7 separate regions of the Sus scrofa genome follow, and all the other regions are linked to region 2. A link is a contact called in public HiChIP or PLAC-seq and promoter capture Hi-C data. All regions are on one chromosome and are shown on one strand. Each heading gives the region's core, a stretch centred on a gene start, on an enhancer-like site or on the middle of the called end of the contact. The rest is flanking DNA. Distances are from core to core; before and after follow the strand shown.

Region 1 (2,843 bases), core at 71-2,570, 570 kb before region 2:
CACAGCTCATAGCAATGCCAGATCCCCGACTCACTGAGTGAGGCCAGGAATCCAACGCACATCCTCATGGTTCCTAGTCAGATTTGTTTCCACTGTGCCGCAATGGGAACTCTGGGTCCCCAAGCCTTGAGGAAACACAGCCAACTCTGATTCCTGGGGCAGCCAGCAGTGCCCTGACTGCCAGTGTTCATGAGGCACAGGAGTTCTCCTGTGGCAGAAAGCAAGAGGAAAAACAGATATTCAGGAACTTGCCTGAGTGGAAACATCTGAGTAAACACTGAACAAAGGTTATGAACATGTATCGCGTGATTGCAGTGAAAACTGTTTTCTGGCAGCTCCCATGGAGCAGTCTTGAGGCATTTTGTCTTCTTATTCTGAAGCAGGACAACTGAGCAGATTTCTCGCAAAATGCTAAAAATAATATTGTGACAGGGACCACTTTCTATTAACTTAATGCCAGAGGCTGCTGGTAAGCTAATGAAAATAGTTGCCAAATTGATTGAACAGTAATACTTCCATTTTGGTCCCCCCATTAGATTCTGTCGCTTAACTTTTCAAGATCCTCTTTTAAATTCTTGGCCACCCGTCAAAGGCATTAGCCATCATTTATTGCTGTCAAGAGGTCAAACAGTGTTTATTCTCGGCATCTCGTCACCGGTGAAGGGTCTGCCCTCTCCTGCCTTATGTGGGGTGCTGGCTGGTGCTGCTGCCCTGGCCTCTGGCAGCTCCCCTTCTCCTTGGGGAGGGAGTCCAAGCGGGTGGGTATTCACAGAGCCAGAGGTCAGAGGTCAGCAGTCCAGGGCCTAGACTTAGGGAGATAGTGGGGGATTCTCTGCATGGAGAATGGACCAGATATTCTCACTTCTGTCAGAGTTCAGAGGGGGATCTTTGTCATGGAGGGTGCGGTGGGTCTGTGTCAGCCTCGGAGGCTGAGGGGTTGAGAGTGGTGAGGAGAAGGACGGGCGTTCTGGGCAAGGGAAGTGCTGGGCAACCTGGGTCTCAGCCTGGGCGGAGGCCAGCGTGCCCTGGGAATGCTGCCTCCTCTTCAGGTGGCATCAGATCCCAAATCCATCAGCCAGTGGACCCAACAAGCACCTCCGGCCTTGATGTTAAGTACGTGTCTTCTTGTCCCTGTCTCTGTGCATTCAGTTTCTCTACACAAGCCATGTGTGTAATTGGCGAGGACCAGGTCCTACCGGTTGAGCATCTTGCATCGAATCTCAGGCCTGTTCTTCCTTCCTTTCCCCCACCCACTTACTTTGGCTCCTGGACTGAGCCTTTGTTTGGAATGTTCCTGGCTGTGCTGGGCCTTCCCGAGAGAGCGCTGCAGGGATCCATGCTTTGGCTGCTCCTGTCGGCCCTTCCTCTCCCCTCCATCCCCCCCCAGCATAGTTTCTTGCTGCTCCCCAACAGCCGTCCTGTTTGCCAGCAGAGTAGCTGCCTGAAATTGGTCTCGGCTTCCTGCATCCTGGCCTTGCTCGGCTCTTCCTTCGGCCGGGAGCGCCTCCCCCATGTACGCAGTCACTGCATGGCCTATCAGAAGGGCCCCCAGAGGGCAGGCTCCCCGAGCACACAGGGTGTCAGCAGGGCCTCTGCTGGACCTTAGAGAGTCCTTGGTCAGGTGTAATGAGACATGATGTGAACTGAAACTTTTTGTAAAATCTGAAAGCCCTTGGTGGATGGGTAGCGTGATTCCCATCACGTATGGATAAGAACTCTCAGGAGGCCAGTGATTCCACTGAGTGAATGGGATCACCTTGTGGGTGTGGAGTTCTGATGATAAAAGAGCTCTCCCAGGGAGCTGTCACAGGTAGTTCTAAAGGCAGCCTTAATCCTTGGTTTTTTGTCTTCTGTCTCACACCAGCTTCTTGCCTTGCTTCAGGACTGACTTTTTTTTTTGTCTTTTCTAGGGCCGCACCCACCGCCTATGGAGGTTCCCAGGCTAGGGGTCTAATTGGAGCTGTAGCCGCCGGCCTACGCCACAGCCACAGCAACTCTGGATCCAAGTCGAGTCTGCAACCTACACCAGAGCTCACGGCAACGATGGATCCTCAACCCACTGAGCGAGGCCAGGGATTGAACCCACAGCGTCATGGTTCTTAGTTGGATTTGTTAACCACTGTGCCACGACGGGAACTCCAGGACTGACTTCTTAACCAGGTTTAGTTGCTTCCTGCCCTAATCTCGCTCCCATCTAAAGCTCTGGGACATAACTTCTCTGAGAGGTGACTGAGCGTGTGGGGTACAGGGAGTGATGGTTTCCTTTTGCACTGAATTGGGGTAGTCAGGTTCAATATTGATTTTTTTTTTTAATGGCCACACTCAAGGCATATGGAAGTTCCCAGGCCAGGGATAGAATCCGAGCTGCAGCTATGATTATGTTGCAGGTGCAGCAATGCTAGATCCTTTAATCTACTACACTGGGCTGGGGACTGAACCCACACTTCCACTGGGGCAGTCAGATTCTTAACCCACTGCGCAACAGTGGGAACTCCTCAAGATTGATTTTTTTTTTTTAAAGCATTGCCTATCACAGAAGATGGTTTGTCTATTCTAGTCACTAATCACAGAACTGTGAAATTTAGGGGAACTAGAAGTGCTTGAGACAGGAGTGAACTTTTGACCGTGAGCTGACTCGGTGGCTAACCTCCAGTAAACTCCCCCAGGCAAGCCTTCTGACCGGGGGTCCTGGCCCTTGTCTGATGACCTCTAAGGAGCCCTAGGTGCTCTCCCGCCTTCTCCTTCTTTTCTTCCTCTTCTCCTTTCCTATGAGAAATGGAGACTCACGCAAATCAGCACGGGATGAGGGATTATTATGGGATGAGCTAGAACAAGAGAGTCTG
Region 2 (2,832 bases), core at 296-2,795:
CTTTATGAGTTAGTTTTATGTTTAAATACTTAATTCCAAGACAATGACAGAAATTGCTAATTCTCTTCCATGGGTCTTCTCCGTATCTTACTTGTGGAGATTACATTCAGGTTTTTTAAAGATATACTGTTCCTAGGTTGGGAAATGGGAGAAACCATGTTTTGATGCATTTCTTCTCTCACCTGCGAGCACTGCCTTCCCAAAGCCTTGCCAACTGCTACATGAACTGTCGACAGTCCTTTGGGGGTTTCTCAGAGTTCACTCCAATTCAGCAGAAGTCATTAGTGAGGGGTAGCATACAGTGGGGCTTAGCAAGGATGCAGAGATGAGGGGAGAATGTTGTCCCAGCTCTGTCTGACCCAAACTTGCTGGGACTGACTTTACCCAGTCCACTTCAGGGCTTTCATCTGCACCAGAAGGAAGTGGGCTTCTCTTGCTATTCAGAGTGGCCTTCCACCAGACCAGCATCATCAGCATCACCTTAAAGAGTAGAGTGCCCGCCCCACCCTAGACCTTATCAATCAGAACCGGCACTAATAAGATCCCAAGGGGGCTTCACATGCACATCAAAGTTTGAGAAGAACTGGCCTCTAAAATTCTTGCTAACAGCCCTCGTTCTCCCCTTTCCCCAGGAATGAATAAAATAATGAGACTTGGGTTTGATGCCTGACCCCGAATATTTTCCCTGGCTTGCCAAGCTTCTTCGTCTCTGAGCATCACAACATTGAGGTAATTTTGATTGATGAGGATGGAACTAAATGCCCAGCACCCACACATCTCTAACCGGACTTTTTATATTCTCATCATAGGGAAACCTAACGATAAAATGAGGAACAAAAGTCAGGTGGCAAAGAGTGGAACCCAGCCACAGTTTTCACTTTATATTAATTTACAGGAAAATTTAAATACAATTCTAGGTTTAACTTTTAAACTTTTTTAAAAAGTTACTTGAAAAAAGCATTTAGGTCAAATCCCTTTGGCTTTCCTTGCAACTTTGACAAGCTCTTTCCATTCTGAACTCCCATCCGGGCAGGGACTCTTCTCTCCAAATCGCGGTTCAGAAAAGCTAAGTAAACAAAAAGCTATTTAGTTGCTGGGCGTGAAGGCGGCGAGGCCACACCTTAGAACACGGACAGAAATCTAGCGCCAGGAAGCAACGCCCCCTAGCGCAGCGGGGGGACCCTTCACCCGGGTCCCCTCCTCCTTTGACGAAACAGCCGGGAGGCGGAGCTAGTACCGCGAATATGAACGGCCGCTTTTTTCCACGTCTCCTAGTTTCACACCGGACACTAAAGACCGACGCACAAACTTGGAAGGTACCATCCTTTTGATTTAATCAACGTATCAAAATATGAGATATTGGTAGGAATATACATAGAAATTTAAGTCCCAAGACCACTTTATATTTTTTTCTGTCATAGTGGTAAATAAGTGGCAATTTGAGACAAATTATTATGTTTCCCTTCAACTTCGGGCCTTAATTACTTGGGCTCGCTCATACATCACTTCCGGAGATCGCGCACCTAAATACCGAAAAAACCAGGCGTGGGTCCGGCAAAGAAGGTTGGCGTCCCGGCTGCGCTCTAATGGGTCGGAGGAGAGCGCCAGATGCTGGGTCCCTCGGCCGGGCCCTTATCCGTCAGCAAGTTCAGCGGAGCCGTAGCCATCGTCACACCGACGCCTGGGTAAGACGGACCCTGCCATCTTTTTTAGTCTTTCTGTCTAGTTATGAGAGTGTGAACCCTGCGAAGCTTGGGGTCAGAGGTCACAGTGTAATTTTCCAGAGGAAACGCCAAAGTACTGTTTTGAAGGATGAGTACTGTCGTCCTCCGGTAACTTCAGGTAAACGCCCCCCTCTGCCCCAGCGGCTACCAAAATGCGCAAATACTCAAGTCCCTTAGAGTCGACCAGGCCGTAGTAGCTAGGCACCAGAGGTGGCGTCTAGTGTGATGAGGTTGGAGTGAGATCTTGAATGCCAGGGTAAGAGTTTGGTTTTTGCCCTGTAAACTTTGGAAGCCTGCACAGAAAAGTCGCAAAAACTGCTTTTTGTATTCATTTGTTCAAAGAATTGACCCTGCAAGAGCTGCTGGTTGGTGCCAGAAGTACAAAATAACTGCTTCGCCCCTTTTATTCCCTAGGGGCTTCACTCATAGATGAACGATCTATCTTCAAAATTTGGCGGGCTTAATAGTTCCCTGGGCCTGGGAACGATCATACTTTGGGGATCCTTGAAAACGGGATGAAGCTTGACTTGTGTTCGTCATCTTGGCATTCATTCTCCCACTTATTTGAGAACTCGCTAAGTTCTCAGTAAGAATCTTTGGGGAGTCAAAAATGCCCCTAATTATCCACGTGCACATCACACTAACTTCCATCTGTAATCTGCAGAGTAAACAGCATACAGAGCTCATCAATATGCTCTGGATTTTAGCATATTTATGAGAGAGTCAGAGTTACTCTGGAGTTTATTTATTTTTGCTTGTTTTATTTTTTTGCTTTTTAGGGCTGCACCTGCAGCATATGGAGGTGCCCAGGCTAGGGGTTCAATCAGAGCTGCAGCTGCCAGGATCCAAGCCCCATCTGTGACCTACAGCACAGCTCATGGCATCGCTGCATCCTTAACCCCCTGAGCAAAGCCAGGGAACGATCCACATCTTCGTGGACACTAGTCAGGTTCATTACCTCTTACCCATGCCGGGAACTCCTCGATTTTAGATTACGGATAATTTTAATTGATTTTGAAGCAACTTGTTAATGTACCATTTAAAAAGTAATGGGAAATTCGATAATGAATTCTCATCCTTAGTTCCGGTTTTTGTTGATTCCTTGGTC
Region 3 (2,727 bases), core at 25-2,524, 530 kb before region 2:
CGACTCCTAGCCTCCATATGCCACAAGTGCTGCCCTAAAAATACCAAAAAAAGAAAAAAAAAAAAGTGTGTTTGTAGTAGCATATGTCACTGGAGGTCTTACGGGAACAGGGCCATCAAAAAAAATACTCCAACTCCTTTGGAACTAACCTCAGAATTGAGCCTAAGAGCTTAACGAATGTCTGTGAATGAATTAGACAGTTCATTCATCTCTGCCTCATTTATCCATATATAGCACGTTGGGCAGGGGTATGGCCCATGGAGGAAAGCCTTGCTGATTCAAACCCTCTGCCAGATACCGCCTGTGACACATAACTGCTCTGCGTCCAGATTTCCTCCTTTACGAAGGGAGGATAATGATAATATACCTATCTCCATGGTTGTTGTGACAACCAATTGAGTGTATATAACAGGAAGACCTTAAAATAGTATCTGGCCCATGGTAAGCATTCAGACAACAATAATTTACTATTATTGTTGATATTTATTACCAGCTTCCTACTTAATCCCTTGCCTTATTCCTCAGAATGTTGCAGATGCTCACTAAAAGAACACAGAGTTAAAAAAAAATAAAGATAATATGAGAAAAATGATATTTATATAATTGGGTCCCTTTGCTGTCCTGCAGAAATTGGCATAACATTGTAAATCAACTATAATTAAAAAACTAAAAAAAAAAAAAAATCAAACAGAGACTCAGGGCCAGGGAGTAAACGTATAGAAAATGAAAGCTTAGGTCTCATAGACAAAGATGTCAAGACATAGTTGCGGAAGCAGCTCTTCAGCTCACAGCCAGTGCAGCGGGGGAGACTGTGCCCCTTCATCAGTGAGGAGGAAGCAAACTCTCCTGAGCATTGACTTCTGAAATAAATGACATGTTTATTCTCTTTTATTAGAGAAAATGAGCCCTAAGTTCTAAACACTGGCTTTGTTCACTGTCCATCAGACACATGGGAAACCTTTACCCGAAATCTTTTGTTAACACTTAATTCTTTGGAATCATTTGGGCGTTTTCTATTTTGGTTTATGGTCCACACTCATTGGCCCAGCAGGGACGAACCACATCACTTACTTTTTTACAGCTAAAGGTCTTATACCACCTTGCCTTTGAAAAGCTCTTATGAACAAAATCCCATGGTAGCGATAGGGTTCTGAGGAGCGCCCTTGTCGCCGCTGCTCCCGGCGAGCGGATGTGCGGTTGTGGGGTGAGGAGCAGTGGATGCCTTTCCAGTCTGCTGGGGCGTGTGCGGAGCCGTCAGGCCGTGAGCTGGGTCACGTTTGCAGTGGCGCTGGCTGCCCGGGTCACTGCTGCCGCCTGGTCCTCTTGGCCAGACGGGGCCACATCGTGCTCTGGGGCTGGGAGGGGCCACGGGGACTGTCCCCAGAGGCTGACCCTTATCTGTTTGTTTGCCTGTTTCCAAGGGCTACAGAGCCAGGAAGAGGAATACAGCTCCTGTAGAAAGAAAAAGGAACAGGAAATTGTTCAAAAGGGAATGATGAAATGAGAAAGGCAACAGGAAACGGCTCGGGAGTCAGGGGAGGCATCAACCGAAGGAAAAATAAGTTTTGAGGACCAGGTGGGCCGGAGGGATAAAGCAGCCCCAAACCTTGGGGACGCCTTCCTTGTTGGCCCCGACCAGCCAGGTCTCCAGGACGGAAGTGACCTCCCTGGGTTCTGAGGGTCTGTGCCACCCCTTGCTCTGGCTTCAGCACAGACCTGGGCTTCTGGAGCTAGAAATGAGCCTGTGCCCATGGGAGCCAGACCCTCCCAGTGTGCTCGTGTCCATCTGCCCCCCCCCCCGCCCCTCCTCTGCTCCTGTCCTTCCTCTGCAAGGTCAAGAGTGTTCTCCCAGGGACCCTGGGGCCCCAGGTCACTCCCTGGTGCTGCTCAGAGATCTCTGTCCCACCCCAGTGGCTCCTTTACTCCACTTTATCCTGGTCCCATTCTGTCCTGGTGAGCGACTGCCCATGTGTGAGGGGGTCAAAGCAGGAGTGGGGGTGAGGTGGTGCGTGGGGAGCACAGTGTTCTCAGAGGAGCGAACACCCGTCACTCAGCTTGGAGGGTGCAGACGCAGGGCTTCTTGGGTCAGAGGCCACACTTAGGACGTCATTTGGTGAAGGTGGCTTGCTTTAACATTTGTGCCACATCTTTATAACTGAGTGGGATTTGGGATGTCGCCTTTTAGTGTTTCTCTTCCAGGAAGGAGGAAATAGAGTCCCCAGTTAGAAACCTGCTTTCCTCTGAGTATGTCAAGCTGGTTTGTTTTGTTTCTGGGGATCGATGATCAATTTGTAACCTAATAATATCCTCTCAGAGGTTTGTATCTCGGGGCCATTTCTCACCACCCCCACCTATTCCCATGAGCACACACACAGAGATCTCTTGAGCGTAATGATTCTTTGGCTGGGATTCAGGTTCGGTTTAAATAGGACGTGACTGCAAACCAGTCCGTGAACTTCCATATCCTCTTTCTGGTCAGACTATTGAACATTGCAGTTTTTAGTGGCGATAAGGGAGTAGCTTCGTTGGGTGAGAGAATTTCAAGGTTGGAAAAAACTGGAAGGTTTGATCCCTTCATCTGTTTCTGTCTCTCCCGTGGTGTCTCCAGGGCCAGAGGCTGTGCAGTGCATCCTGCTTGGGCTCCTGATGACAGGGAGCTGCCACGGCCGCCGCCAGAAGCAGCCTCTTTCATCTGCAGACATGTTTTGGTTTTAGAAAGTTCTTTCT
Region 4 (2,745 bases), core at 146-2,645, 970 kb before region 2:
TGTTAAATTTTGCTTTTTCTGCATTGATAGAGCCTTGTGATTCTTCTTCTTTGGCTTTCGATTTGGTGGGTGAACTGATTTTCAACAATGAACAATCTTTTAAAATTGACAGAACATTGTAAATCAACTATTCTTTAATTTTAAAACATTTTTTAAAAGAAGGGTTAAAAAAACCCACCTTAAAAAAAAAAAAAGTGGACCATCTTTGCATCCCTGGAACAAATCCAATTTTTCATGGTTTGTAATTCTTTTTATATTTTTTGATGAATTCTATTGGAAAATATTTTAAGAATTTTTGCATCTATATTCATGAAGGATATTGGTCTGTATGGTTTTTTGTTTTGTTTTGTTTTGTTTTTTGTACTGTCTTGGTCTGATGTTGGAATGAGGGTAATAACAGCTTCATTAAAATAAATTGGAAGGAGTTACTGCTGGGAACTGATGGGAGTTTCAGCTTCCCAGTGGGTCTACACCCATACCTCCCAGTACCTCATTCCTGCTCCCCACTCTAAGGGAGAGTGTGCTTTCATTACTGCTAAGAGGTGGAGATGGTCCTGACAGTCCTCTCTCTTCACTAGATATCCTCAAACACTGCCCTACCCCACCCCAAGAAGGCTGAGTGCCTTAGTACCAAGGGGTGAGAATGTACGACCTGGCGCCTACTTGGCTTTCTCTGACGCTACCCTAGGTGGGAGCATTGGTCACAAGTGAACAGAATTATATGGTCTGTATGAACAAACCTAGTTAAATGATCCTATTTAGGAGTTCCCGTTGTGGCGCAGTGGAAACGAATCCGAACTCTGAAGTTGTGAGTTCGATCCCTGGCCTTGCTCCGTGGATTAAGGATCCAGCATTACTGTGAGCTGTGGTGTAGGTTGCAGACGCGGCTTGGATCTGGCGTTGCTGTGGCTGTGGTGTAGGCTGGCAGCTGTAGCTCTGATTAGACCCCTAGCCTGGGAACCTCCATATGCTGCAGGTGCAGCCCTAAAAAAGACAATAAATAAATAAATAAATACTGACCTTATTTAAAAATAACTGTATGACTTTTTGCTCTACAAAAAAGGACTAGGTGTCCCTGGCAGAACTAGATTATATGTGCTTGTCCCAGTCATCCCCTTTGCATACTTTAATACTTTTAAATATAACTAAAAGGTCACAGAAAGAAAAAAATTTTATTCCAAACTGACTTATTTCCAGATTTTTTTCTAACCCACCTCCCCATCCTCAAATGTATCCACTCAAACTTGACTCTCTCAGGGTGTATTATATCAGGAACTACTGCTCATACCCAGCTGTCAGTGGCATAATTCTGCTTCTCCAGAGAGCATAAGGCTCCACCCTCCACACCCAATCCCCAAGAGTCAGAACCCCTGGCACTGCTGGGAAGCACCAGCTGACACAGGCGGGCCCTCCTGGGCACCACCTGGCTTCTCAGTCTCCTTCTTTTCCACTGCTGGGACTGCCTCTTCCTGCTCTTATTTCTCCTCTCATTTTTCAGCTTCTGCAGGTGCCAGGGGATCCCTGGCTTGGGGATACTTCTCCATTCACAGGGGACTCAGGCCTGGGAAGGCCTTAGCAGCTCAGTTATAAGCACCTGGGGAGTTTGTCAAAATGCAGGCTCCTGGGTCCCTGCCTGACATTCCGATTCAGTAGGAAGAGGTGGCCCTGGAAATCTGCAGGATTAAGCAGCACCTCAGATAATTCCAGCACAGCAGGACCTGGGAAAGGTTGATGTAGGTGCATTGCGCTCTTCTCAGGTTCTCCCCACTGGCTGTTTACTAGAATCACTTGGGATTGCAGCATGACTATGTGCTTACATTATGAAAAAGAGTTCTTACCACTTAGAGACAGCCAGCTAAGTATTTACACATCAAACACGATGTCCAGGATTTGCTTTGAAATAATCCAGGGGAGGGACGTGGGTGGGGACATAGATGAAACAAGATTGGCCATGAGCGGATAACTGTTGATGCTCAAGTCTGCCAGGGATCAATACACTACTTTCTACTTTTGCGTATCTTTGAAATTCTTTCCAAAATAGTTTAAGAAGAATAACCAGGGAAGCTTTTTAAACTACTCCCATGGTTGGCTTCATTCCTAATGAATGAAATCCAAGTCCCCAAGGGTAGGGCACAGGGATTTTTTTCTTCCCCGCTGTGCTCTAGGTGATTCTAACCTGCAAACAGACAAGTTCCCTGGTGCCCCAGCAGGTTAGGGATCTGGTATCGTCACTGCCGTGGCTTGGGTTCAGTCCCTGACCTGGGAATTTCCACATGCCACAGGTGCAACCAAATAAATAAATAACCTGAAATCCGAGTTCATAACTGCTGTCTTAGAAAAAAAAAAAAAAAAGCACTTTTTCCCTATGGGGTTTCCTTTACAAGCCTCTTGACTGCCAAAGTCTTAACATCTCTGGGGGCAAAATCAGCTCTAGGCCACAGCTCAGCTGGGCCAAGGCAAACACTGCTGTTTGTCACCATTATTTATTCTTTGCATCTGTCTCACTCTCAAAATTTTGTCTAGAGGAGCAATGTGCCCATCTCCTTCCACACAATCACCTACCATGATCACATGACCTCCTCCTGGCCTGTAAGTTACAGAGTCTGCAGGGATTGCTGGGAGAGCTTTGCTTTCCTGATGCAAGTGCAGTTCCTCCCTTCCTCTATGTTGCTTTGCCTCCTGCCTCGACTGAGGCTGGAGGTGAAGGAACATCATGGCATCCTGGGGTGAGAGCCACTATCAGGA
Region 5 (2,749 bases), core at 56-2,555, 760 kb before region 2:
GATAAGGGGGGACTACTATAGTGTTATGTTAACTTTTTTAAATGAAGAAAAACAAAGAACAAAAAACAGCAACCCAGCAAGTACCCATTTCTTTCTTCATTCTCTGGTGTAATTTGGCCTTCAAATTATTTGTTCTTAAAGTTGTTACATAATTCACTTAGATATGGGACCTTTCTGACTGTCACTCTTTGGCAGTTTTTTCTTACCCAGAAGTATCTGTTATGGGTTAAATTATGCTCTCCCCCCCCCGCCCCCCGGATGTATGTTGAAGTTCTAACCCCAGTATCCCAGAATGTGACCTTATTTGGAAATAAGGTCATAGCAGGTATAATTAAGTAAAGAGGAAGTCATGCTTGAGAAGGGTGGAGTTTTTAATCCATTATAACTGGTGTTCGTATAAGAAGGCAGAAGGTAATGTGTGAAGGAAGACAGATATACAGGGAGAAGACCCTCATGTAATGACAGAGGCAAAGATTGGGGTGATGCTGCTGCAAGTCAAGAATTGACCACCACCAGAATCTAGATAGAGGCAAGGAAAGATCCTCTTGTACAGGTTTTCAGAGGCAGCATGACCCTCCCAATACCTTAAACTATACAGTTGTGAGAGAATAAACCTATTGCTCTAAGGTACTCAGTTTTTTGTAATTTGTTATGGGAACCCTAGGAAACTAATATACTATGTATTTCACTCAGGCTTTCAATTTAAAAAAAAATTTATTTACTATAGTTGATTTACAATATAGTATACCTTATAGTTTCAGGTATACAGCTTTAGATTCTTTCCAATTATAGCTAAATAGAAGATATTGAATATAGTTCCATGTGATACACAGTAAATTGTTGTTGTTTATTTTATATATAGTGGTATGTATCTTTTAATGTGATATTCCCAATTTATCTCACCCCCTACTCTCCCCCCTTTGGTAACCATAATTTTGTTTTCTATGTCTTTGAGTCTGTTTTTGTTTTGTAAATAAGTTGATTTGTATTATTATTTTTTAGATTCCACATATAAGTGGTATCATAGAATATTTGTCTTTCTCTGCCTGACTTACTTCATTTAGTATGATAATGTCTAGGTCCATCCATGTTGCTACAAATGGCAATATTTCTTTTTTATGACTGAGTAATACTCCTTTGGGTCACATCTTCTTTATCCATTCATTTATTGAATGGCCATTTCGGTTGCCTCTATATCTTGACTATTGTGAATAATGCTGCAATGAATGTTGATGTGCGTGTATCTTTTTTTTTCTTTCTGCACTTGTAGCATGTGGAAGTTGCTGGGCCAGGGATCAAACCCACACCACAGCTATAACCAGAGCTACGGCAGTGACAATGCAGGAACCTTAACTGGCTGAGTCACAAGGGAACTCTTGCATGTGTCTTTTTGAATTAAATTTTTCATCTTTTCTGGATATATGCCCAGAAGTGGATTGCTGGATTATATGGTAACTTTTAATTTTTTAAGGAACCTGCATGCTATTTTCCATAGTGGCCGTACCAGCTTACATTCCCATCAGCAGCGTAGGAAAGTTCCCTTTTGTGCACATCCTCTGGCATATGGAGTTCCCAGGCCAGGGATCAGATCTGAGCCACAGTTGTGACCTGCGCCACAGCTCTGTGGTAGTGCTGGATACTTAACCCACTGTACTGGGCCAGGGATTGAATCTGCGTCCCAGTGCTCCAGAGACACCACTGATCCTGATGTGAATTTTTTTTATCATTATTTATCATATATTGTTACTGTGTAGTTTTGATTTTCTCTTTGAGTCTGTACTCTTTAGGAGGAAAATTAAAAATACCTAAGATTGGATTTTTTTTTTTTTTACTTCTGCTTTTTGAGTTTTCATTACATACTGGTTAATGAGTACGATTAGTTGTATTTTTGCTTTATGAAACTTATGAATTTTCTTTGTGGCTTAATCAGTTTTTTAAAGTGATCCATAAATGTTTAAATGGAAGATGTATACTCTTTTTTGTAGAGTACAAATCTTGGTTGATAGCTGTTATGTCTATTGAATCATATTAATAATCTTACATAGTTTCTATCAGAGGTTATAAACTGGCTAACATGGTTTTATTTGGCCCACAGACATATATTTGCTTGTCATGCATTGTGTTGGTCTACATAATGTTAAAAATTAAAATTGATTAAAAGTACCAACATTTAAAAATTTGGAGATTTCATATACACATGTAGATTTTTGGTTTCTTCAGAGGTCTTATTTCAGCTCCTCAAATAGCTCATACTCTGTCCTGCCTCCTCTAGGCTTTGAATAGACTGGATTGTTTGTTCCCTTTGGCTGGAAGACTTTTTCCACTCCCCTTTCCTAGCTTATTGTTCATCCTTTCTTAGTGTCAATCTCAGAAGTCTTCCTTCACCTCTCACGACGAGCTTAAGAAAGATATAGGATAGCAAATAAGCTTATGAAAAGATGCTCAGCTTCATTAGGGAAAGACAGATTATTAATACCCACTGAGATGCCACTGCACACTTTGTATAATGGCTCAAATGATACAGACCAATCATACCAAGTATTGGCAGGTATGTAGAACAACTAAAATTCTCACACACTCTAGTGGATATGTAAAATGACAAAACCACCCTGAAAAGCAATTTGGTAGTTTCTTAAAAGGTTAACGTACTATGATGCAACTCTTTCACTTCTAAGCATTTATCTATGGGAAAAGAAAACATAGATCCGAAAAACAGACTTGAGCATGAATGTTTATAGCACCTTTATTT
Region 6 (2,894 bases), core at 15-2,514, 620 kb before region 2:
CTGCTATTGCGGTCCCCACTCTGCCCCGCAAGGTGAGTAGTATGTTGAGTTTGTTGCCAAGACTGCTTCGGAAGTCCAGTATTATTCAGATAAATGTTGCTCCAGTTGAAAAGAACAAGAGTTAAAAATGAGATGAATTGTGTTCTGGGAACCCAGTTGAGAAATAATGGGATGTTACAATAAATGGGCGGAGGGAATTTGTGTGTGCCTGTGTTTTCACCTGCACCTCTTTCAAGCATGCAGACCCTTGTGCATGTTTACTTATGTAGTTGGCAGTGTCCAACTATACTGTCAAAACTGCCACTGTGTGACCTTGGACGAGTGACCTCAGCTGTGCCTCAGTTAGGAATTTCCTGGAGTTCCTGTTGTGGTTCAGTGGGTTAAGGACTTGATGTTGTTTCTGTGAGGATGCAGGTTTGATCTCTGGTCTTGCTCAGTGGGTTAAGGATCCCACCTTCCTGCAAGCTGTGGTCACTGCTGTGCTGCTGTTTCCATCTCTGGCCCCAGAGCTTCCACATGCTACAGGTGTAGCCAAAAGGAAAAAGAATTTGCAAAATTACCTGTTACATATTAAGTCTTTTTTAAAATGTTTAAGTTTTTGTTTTGTGTTTTGTGTGTGTGTGTGTGTGTGTGTGTGTGTGTGTGTGTGTGTGTGTGTGTTTAAGGAGTATCACGATCTTTGGTATTACTCCCCTTCAGAGCTCTGGGCTCCTCTAAATTTTGGGCATTTGGGCCCCCCTGGTGGCCACACCTTTAAATTGCTTCCAGTGGGCCTCAGAGTTGCAAGTGAGGTGGGCAGGCGATTTACACCTTGGTTGTCATTCCACCTTCACTGAGAATGGGGAAGGAGTGGCCAGTGTAAATTCTTTAGCCCCAGCTAAACTCCAAGGTGTGAAAGGAGTCAGAGAGAGGACTTGAGGCCTTCAAGAAATTAGAGGAATAACGGTATAAGAGAAAAATGTTTTTTGCCCAATTTAGTCTTTTGAGTAGCCGAGGGCTTAGCTTTGGTTTCTAGCGTCTGGGGCTGGGCACTTAAGAGGGCCATTTTTCACAGACGGTATAGCCAGCTGGCCTCTCTGTCTTGGTCCTCACCAGATCCTCTGACCACCTGGGGGATGGGGGTCGGGGGTCGGGAGTGAATCCCGTGAACTCGCGGCACATCTCGGCTGTAATCCTTCCGAGCCTAGGACCCAGCGGCTGCAGGACAGCCCTGGCCCCGCCTCTCGAGCATCAGCGCTCGTGGATTGGCCCTCGGCAGCAAGGCTCCGCCCCCGCCATGGCTGCCGCCCGCCGACTGAGCTACTAAGTGGCTGCCGGGGTATTGGTCTCCGCTGCAGTTTCCCGGCTGCTCTGTGTCGGCGGGCTGGTGGCGCATGGGTCTCCTCCGAGGCGTGCCCCCATGCGCTCGGGCCATGGCACGCCTGGGCGCTGTGCGCTCCCACTATTGTGCGCTGCTCCTGGCCGCGGCGCTTGCGGTCTGTGCCTTTTACTACCTCGGCTCCGGCCGGGAGACCTTCTCCAGCGCCACCAAGAGGCTGAAGGAGGCCCGCGCCGGGGCCCCAGCCGTGCCCTCGCCGCCGGTGCTGGAGGTGGCGCGGGGCTCCGTGGCGCCAGCCCTGGGTGCTAAGGCCAAGAGCCTGGAGAGCGGCGGGGCTGGGCCGGTGGACTACCACCTGCTGATGATGTTCACCAAGGCGGAACACAATGCCGCGCTGCAGGCCAAGGCTCGCATCGCGCTCCGCTCCCTGCTGCGCCTTGCTAAGTTCGAGGCGAATGAGGTGCTTAACCTGCACTTCGTGAGCGAGGAGGCCAGCCGCGAGGTGGCCAAGGCCCTGCTGCGAGAGCTGCTGCCGCCCGCCGCCGGCTTCAAGTGCAAGGTGAGCAGGGGCCTCAGCTGGAGGCTCCGGGCGGGTGGCTCTGTCAGTGCGCGCGCCCCACCAGGCTCAGGGGGTCGGGAGGGAGGCGACTTCGCTGCGCTGCCTACTGTCAACGCCAACTCGCACCCTCTCCCCGAAGTGGACTGGAGGCATCGTCGGGGGCGTGTCCGGGTGGGTGCCTCGGCGTTAGCTGACTACCCTGACCTGGTATCCCCCTTTAACTGTGGCCCCCTTGAGAATCGGCACGCCCCTTCCTTACTAGCGTTGCAGGGTTCACTGGTGAGTGCCTTCCAGTCTGCCCCTCTTTTTAATCTCCTCCAGTCTTTGGCTTTTGAGGATGGAACAGGTCATTTGAAGCACCAGTATTCTTCTGCTGCAGAATCTGATAGACAGGGTCGTAGGCCTCTTGAATTCTTGAAGTTACAGTGGCATTTCTCATAGCTCCAAGGTATCTCAGTCGGAACTGGTCAAGCTCCAGTGTGAACCACCTCATCTCCTTTATGTGTCCCTTCTCCCCCACCCTCTAGGGTCATGAGCTCATTTAGAGAAGCAGAGGGTTCTTCCCAGGGAGGAAGAGAACGCTCCAGGAGGTACAGATAAGATCTGGGGAGAGCAGGGCAGAGCTAGTCATTGGACCAACCTGCCTCCTCATCCTCTGGCTTCACCACCTGGCTCTGCTCGGGGATTCCTAGCTTAGTGTCAATGGCCTCAGTTAAATTGCTTGCCTCCTTTTAACCTCATGGTTGCACAGAGGGGACTGATTTTGGAATAGGAATAGTAGGTGATCTTAAAAGATGGAGCCTGATGGTGGGGGGAGGGGTGGTGAGGGGAGCTGATGCCAGCATCCTGCAGGCCTCCAGGTCTCTTGTTTGTTGACTACAGAATCGATTTCTGGGTGGTGGGCCTGGCTCTCCACTCCAACCTACATTTTTGTCCTTCCTCTGCATGTACCTTAGATCTTAATTGTACTGAATGAGCCTTTATACAAGCTCTCTTCTCCACCCAGAATGTCCTTCC
Region 7 (2,799 bases), core at 289-2,788, 930 kb before region 2:
AGAGTAAAGTCTGCAGGATTTGCTACCAGATCAGATGTAAGGGTAAGAGATAGATGTCAGAGATGACTCTGAAGATTTAGTCTGATAACTGGAAGGATGTAGTTCCATTAACATGGATGAGGGGGAAATTTGAGAGCAGATTTTAGGTGGAATATTAGAGTTCAGTTTTGAACATGTTCACACTGAGATGCTTACACACACAAAGAGAGAGATGGAATCTGGAACACAGTCTGCAAAAAATAAATCCCTGGAGCTAGACTAGATGATTAAGGGAGCAGATGTGGAGAGAGAAAAGAAGTAGGTCTAGGGAGTTCCCGTCGTGGCGCAGTGGTTAACGAATCCGATTAGGAACATGAGGTTTCGGGTTCGGTCCCTGCCCTTGCTCAGTGGGTTAAGGATCTGGCGTTGCCGTGAGCTGTGGTGTAGGTTGCAGACGCGGCTCGGATCCCGCATTGCTGTGGCTCTGGCATAGGCCGGTGGCTACAGCTCGGATTAGACCCCTATCCAAGGAACCTCCACATGCCACGGGAGCGGCCCAAGAAATAGCAAAAAAAAAAGACAAAAAAAAAAAAAGAAGTAGGTCTAGATCTGAACCCGGAGCTCCTCTGATATTTACAAGTCAGGGAGGGAGTTCCTGTTGTGGCTTACTGGTAAGGAACCTGAGTATCCATGAGTGACATGGGTTCGATCCCTGGCCTCACTCAGTGTAAGAATCCTGTGTTGCCATGAGCTGTGGTGTAGGTTGGACGAGGCTCAGATCCTGAGTTGCTGTGGCTGTGGTGTAGGCCAGCAGTTATAGCTCTGATTTGAACTCTAGACTGGGAACTTCCATATGCTTCGGGTGCTGCCCTAAAAAGGCCAAAAAAAAAAAGTCAGAGAAGAGAGAAGGAACCAGTGGAGGAGACAAAGAAGGAGCAGGCATGAGGTAGGAGAAGAACCAAGAAAGAGTGATGGCCTGCCTGCAGGCCGGGTGAGTGAAATGTCTTAAAGAGGCAGCAGTGATCAAGTGCTTCGAAGGCTGCTGATGGGCCAAAATGTGAGACCTGGAAATTGACCACTGAATGTAATAGCAAGTGGAGGCCACTGGTGATCTTACCAAGAGGAGAAGGCATATCAGTGAGAATCCAGACCTTCCTAGAGTGAAAATCAAGCCCCCATTAAATCTTCAGCCTGATACATCTGGCTGTACCGCCTTTAGCCCCATTAGGCAGTTCCCGCCATCTGGTCTGGTCCCTGGGACCTTTCCATCATCACCCAGGACTTTCGGGCTTTTTTTTGCCTCCAGGTTCTTTCCAACCCTGCAAACAGAACTCAGACACCTGGACCAGCACTTCACTTACTGGATGCCACTCATCTCCCAGAGAGCTAGGACTCTGTAATTCCCTTTGTGGAAAAAAGAGACAGAAAAAACAAGAGTGACAAGGAGAGAAAAAGAAGTAAACCTGAGAAAACTGAGTTGCCCATTTTGTCCTTGATGGCAGGAAGTAAGCACTGCCTTCACATCACGAGTTAATTATTACAAGACCGGATCAATGACCACAGGACAGTGTAAGTTGGTAGGAAGATAACTAAAACATATTTATCTGTTTACAAAAGTACTTTTTTTTTTTTTTCTTTTTAGGGCCACACACTCAGCACATGGAAGTTCCCAAGCTAGGGGTTCAATCAGAGCCACAGCTACACCACAGCCATAGCAACACAGAATTGGAGCTGCATCTGCAGCCTACACCACAGCTCACAGCAACAAGGAATCCCTCATCCTCTGAGTGAGGCCAGGGATCAAACCCACATCCTCATGGATACTCTTCGGATTCGTTTATGTTTCGCCACAATGGGAACTTCCAAGTTTTTTTTTTTTTTTCCCAAGTAAAAATAGGTAACTAAACTAATGTGCCCCATTTCTAGAAAGTAAACTTAGCACGGTTTACTTTCAAGTGATATAATTCACATATAAGAACCATACAGTGGTTTATTTTAATATCTCCCCTCCTGACCTTTCTGCTGTTGTTGTTTACATTTTTCTCTACAGATGTTACAAAGCCTACGGTTGTCCTTTTTTTTTTTTTTCCCCGACACACCTGCAGCATATGGAAGTTCCCAGCCTTCGTGGAATCGCAGCTGCAGCTGCAGGCCTACACCACAGCCACAGCAATGCTCAGGTCCAAGGCATATCTGCGACCTACGACACAGCTCACAGCAACACCAGATCCCCTTGTGCAGCTGCAACCCTGCTGGAGGAGCAGAAGCTCAGCTCTGACCTGGGAGACCCTAAGGTGGTACATGGCTGGCAGAGTGGCTGCCAGCTCAAGAGAATGCCATTGCTGCTCTCAAGACACAGCCTGACCCCCAAACCCTGATCTTCAGAACCTTCCCTGCCCTGAATGCTCAAGGCCCTGTGAGCCGCTGCTTCTCGGTCCTGCTTTGTGCTTGTGCGGCGCCCCCTGCTGGGTCCTGGGTGTCCACTTCTCCCTACTGATCCCAGTGCCGTCGGTTTCCTAAGCCCCAGCAGGGCAGCCAGCCCCGCCACTACCTCACTCCCGCTTGACCTTCAGTCTTTGCAGGCACTAAGACCACCACCCGCTCCCAGGAGCTGATGGGAAGTTCTCCATCTGAGGTGGAAAGGTGGCTAAGAGGCAGAGTTCTGCCCTTTCCATGGGCACCACTTTCTCTAGCCCTCCCTGCCTTGCCTTAGGAGTAGTTTCCATGGTGACAGGGTCTGATGTATAGTATTCAGTATAAATATTTTGTAAATAAAGTGTTTTGTGGCAAAAAGAAAGAGTAAGATAGGATTTAGAAAAA

What was found. Promoter capture Hi-C pulls out the DNA fragments that hold promoters and counts their contacts. HiChIP or PLAC-seq counts read pairs in DNA pulled down with a chosen protein or histone mark.
Region 1: a contact with region 2 is called in an H3K27ac HiChIP or PLAC-seq map of alveolar macrophages. The contact joins two enhancer-like sites. A contact is called at or near these places in 2 of 2 datasets of contacts at active chromatin or transcription factors (alveolar macrophages and skeletal muscle).
Region 3: an H3K27ac HiChIP or PLAC-seq map of alveolar macrophages shows a contact between it and region 2. The contact joins two enhancer-like sites. A contact is called at or near these places in 4 of 5 promoter capture datasets (fetal liver, fetal skeletal muscle and liver), 1 of 47 Hi-C or Micro-C datasets (skeletal muscle) and 2 of 2 datasets of contacts at active chromatin or transcription factors (alveolar macrophages and skeletal muscle).
Region 4: a promoter capture Hi-C map of liver shows a contact between it and region 2, with 2.3 times the contacts expected there. The contact joins two enhancer-like sites. A contact is called at or near these places in 3 of 5 promoter capture datasets (fetal liver, fetal skeletal muscle and liver) and 1 of 2 datasets of contacts at active chromatin or transcription factors (alveolar macrophages).
Region 5: a contact with region 2 is called in an H3K27ac HiChIP or PLAC-seq map of alveolar macrophages. The contact joins two enhancer-like sites. A contact is called at or near these places in 2 of 5 promoter capture datasets (fetal liver and liver) and 1 of 2 datasets of contacts at active chromatin or transcription factors (alveolar macrophages).
Region 6: a promoter capture Hi-C map of liver shows a contact between it and region 2, with 8 times the contacts expected there. The contact joins the promoter of XXYLT1 here to the enhancer-like site in region 2. A contact is called at or near these places in 4 of 5 promoter capture datasets (fetal liver, liver and skeletal muscle), 21 of 47 Hi-C or Micro-C datasets (adipocytes, alveolar macrophages, blood and 12 more) and 2 of 2 datasets of contacts at active chromatin or transcription factors (alveolar macrophages and skeletal muscle).
Region 7: a promoter capture Hi-C map of liver shows a contact between it and region 2, with 6 times the contacts expected there. The contact joins two enhancer-like sites. A contact is called at or near these places in 2 of 5 promoter capture datasets (fetal skeletal muscle and liver), 8 of 47 Hi-C or Micro-C datasets (alveolar macrophages, embryonic fibroblasts, fetal skeletal muscle and 5 more) and 1 of 2 datasets of contacts at active chromatin or transcription factors (skeletal muscle).

What each region holds. Positions count from the first base shown.
Region 1 is chr13:132,219,623-132,222,465 of Sscrofa11.1, reverse strand. All of the region lies in intron 2 of XXYLT1 (xyloside xylosyltransferase 1), which reads left to right. Among named protein-coding and RNA genes, the nearest start is that of XXYLT1, 49 kb to the left of the region's middle. Within about 2 kb of position 1,320, at least 15 of the 83 cell types and tissues checked have an H3K27ac peak or open chromatin away from gene starts, as enhancers often do. A contact at or near this core is called in alveolar macrophages and skeletal muscle, where this site is marked.
Region 2 is chr13:131,647,969-131,650,800 of Sscrofa11.1, reverse strand. It overlaps LSG1 (large subunit GTPase 1 homolog), which reads left to right. Exons shown (of 16, transcript XM_021070074.1): 2 at 633-1,685. The coding sequence starts at 1,587. Among named protein-coding and RNA genes, the nearest start is that of LSG1, 4.5 kb to the left of the region's middle. Within about 2 kb of position 1,545, at least 79 of the 83 cell types and tissues checked have an H3K27ac peak or open chromatin away from gene starts, as enhancers often do. A contact at or near this core is called in alveolar macrophages, brain, embryonic fibroblasts and 8 more, where this site is marked.
Region 3 is chr13:132,178,513-132,181,239 of Sscrofa11.1, reverse strand. The region is part of intron 2 of XXYLT1 (xyloside xylosyltransferase 1); the gene reads left to right. Among named protein-coding and RNA genes, the nearest start is that of XXYLT1, 90 kb to the left of the region's middle. Within about 2 kb of position 1,274, at least 19 of the 83 cell types and tissues checked have an H3K27ac peak or open chromatin away from gene starts, as enhancers often do. A contact at or near this core is called in alveolar macrophages, fetal liver, liver and 1 more, where this site is marked.
Region 4 is chr13:132,618,606-132,621,350 of Sscrofa11.1, reverse strand. The region is part of intron 2 of BDH1 (D-beta-hydroxybutyrate dehydrogenase, mitochondrial); the gene reads right to left. Among named protein-coding and RNA genes, the nearest start is that of BDH1, 18 kb to the right of the region's middle. Within about 2 kb of position 1,395, at least 2 of the 83 cell types and tissues checked have an H3K27ac peak or open chromatin away from gene starts, as enhancers often do. A contact at or near this core is called in liver, where this site is marked.
Region 5 is chr13:132,403,362-132,406,110 of Sscrofa11.1, reverse strand. All of the region lies in intron 1 of ACAP2 (arf-GAP with coiled-coil, ANK repeat and PH domain-containing protein 2), which reads left to right. Among named protein-coding and RNA genes, the nearest start is that of ACAP2, 27 kb to the left of the region's middle. Within about 2 kb of position 1,305, at least 1 of the 83 cell types and tissues checked has an H3K27ac peak or open chromatin away from gene starts, as enhancers often do. A contact at or near this core is called in alveolar macrophages, where this site is marked.
Region 6 is chr13:132,268,356-132,271,249 of Sscrofa11.1, reverse strand. It overlaps XXYLT1 (xyloside xylosyltransferase 1), which reads left to right and starts at 1,264. Exons shown (of 4, transcript XM_021070076.1): 1 at 1,264-1,877. The coding sequence starts at 1,374.
Region 7 is chr13:132,582,685-132,585,483 of Sscrofa11.1, reverse strand. No RefSeq gene overlaps it. Among named protein-coding and RNA genes, the nearest start is that of BDH1, 18 kb to the left of the region's middle. Within about 2 kb of position 1,538, at least 6 of the 83 cell types and tissues checked have an H3K27ac peak or open chromatin away from gene starts, as enhancers often do. A contact at or near this core is called in liver, where this site is marked.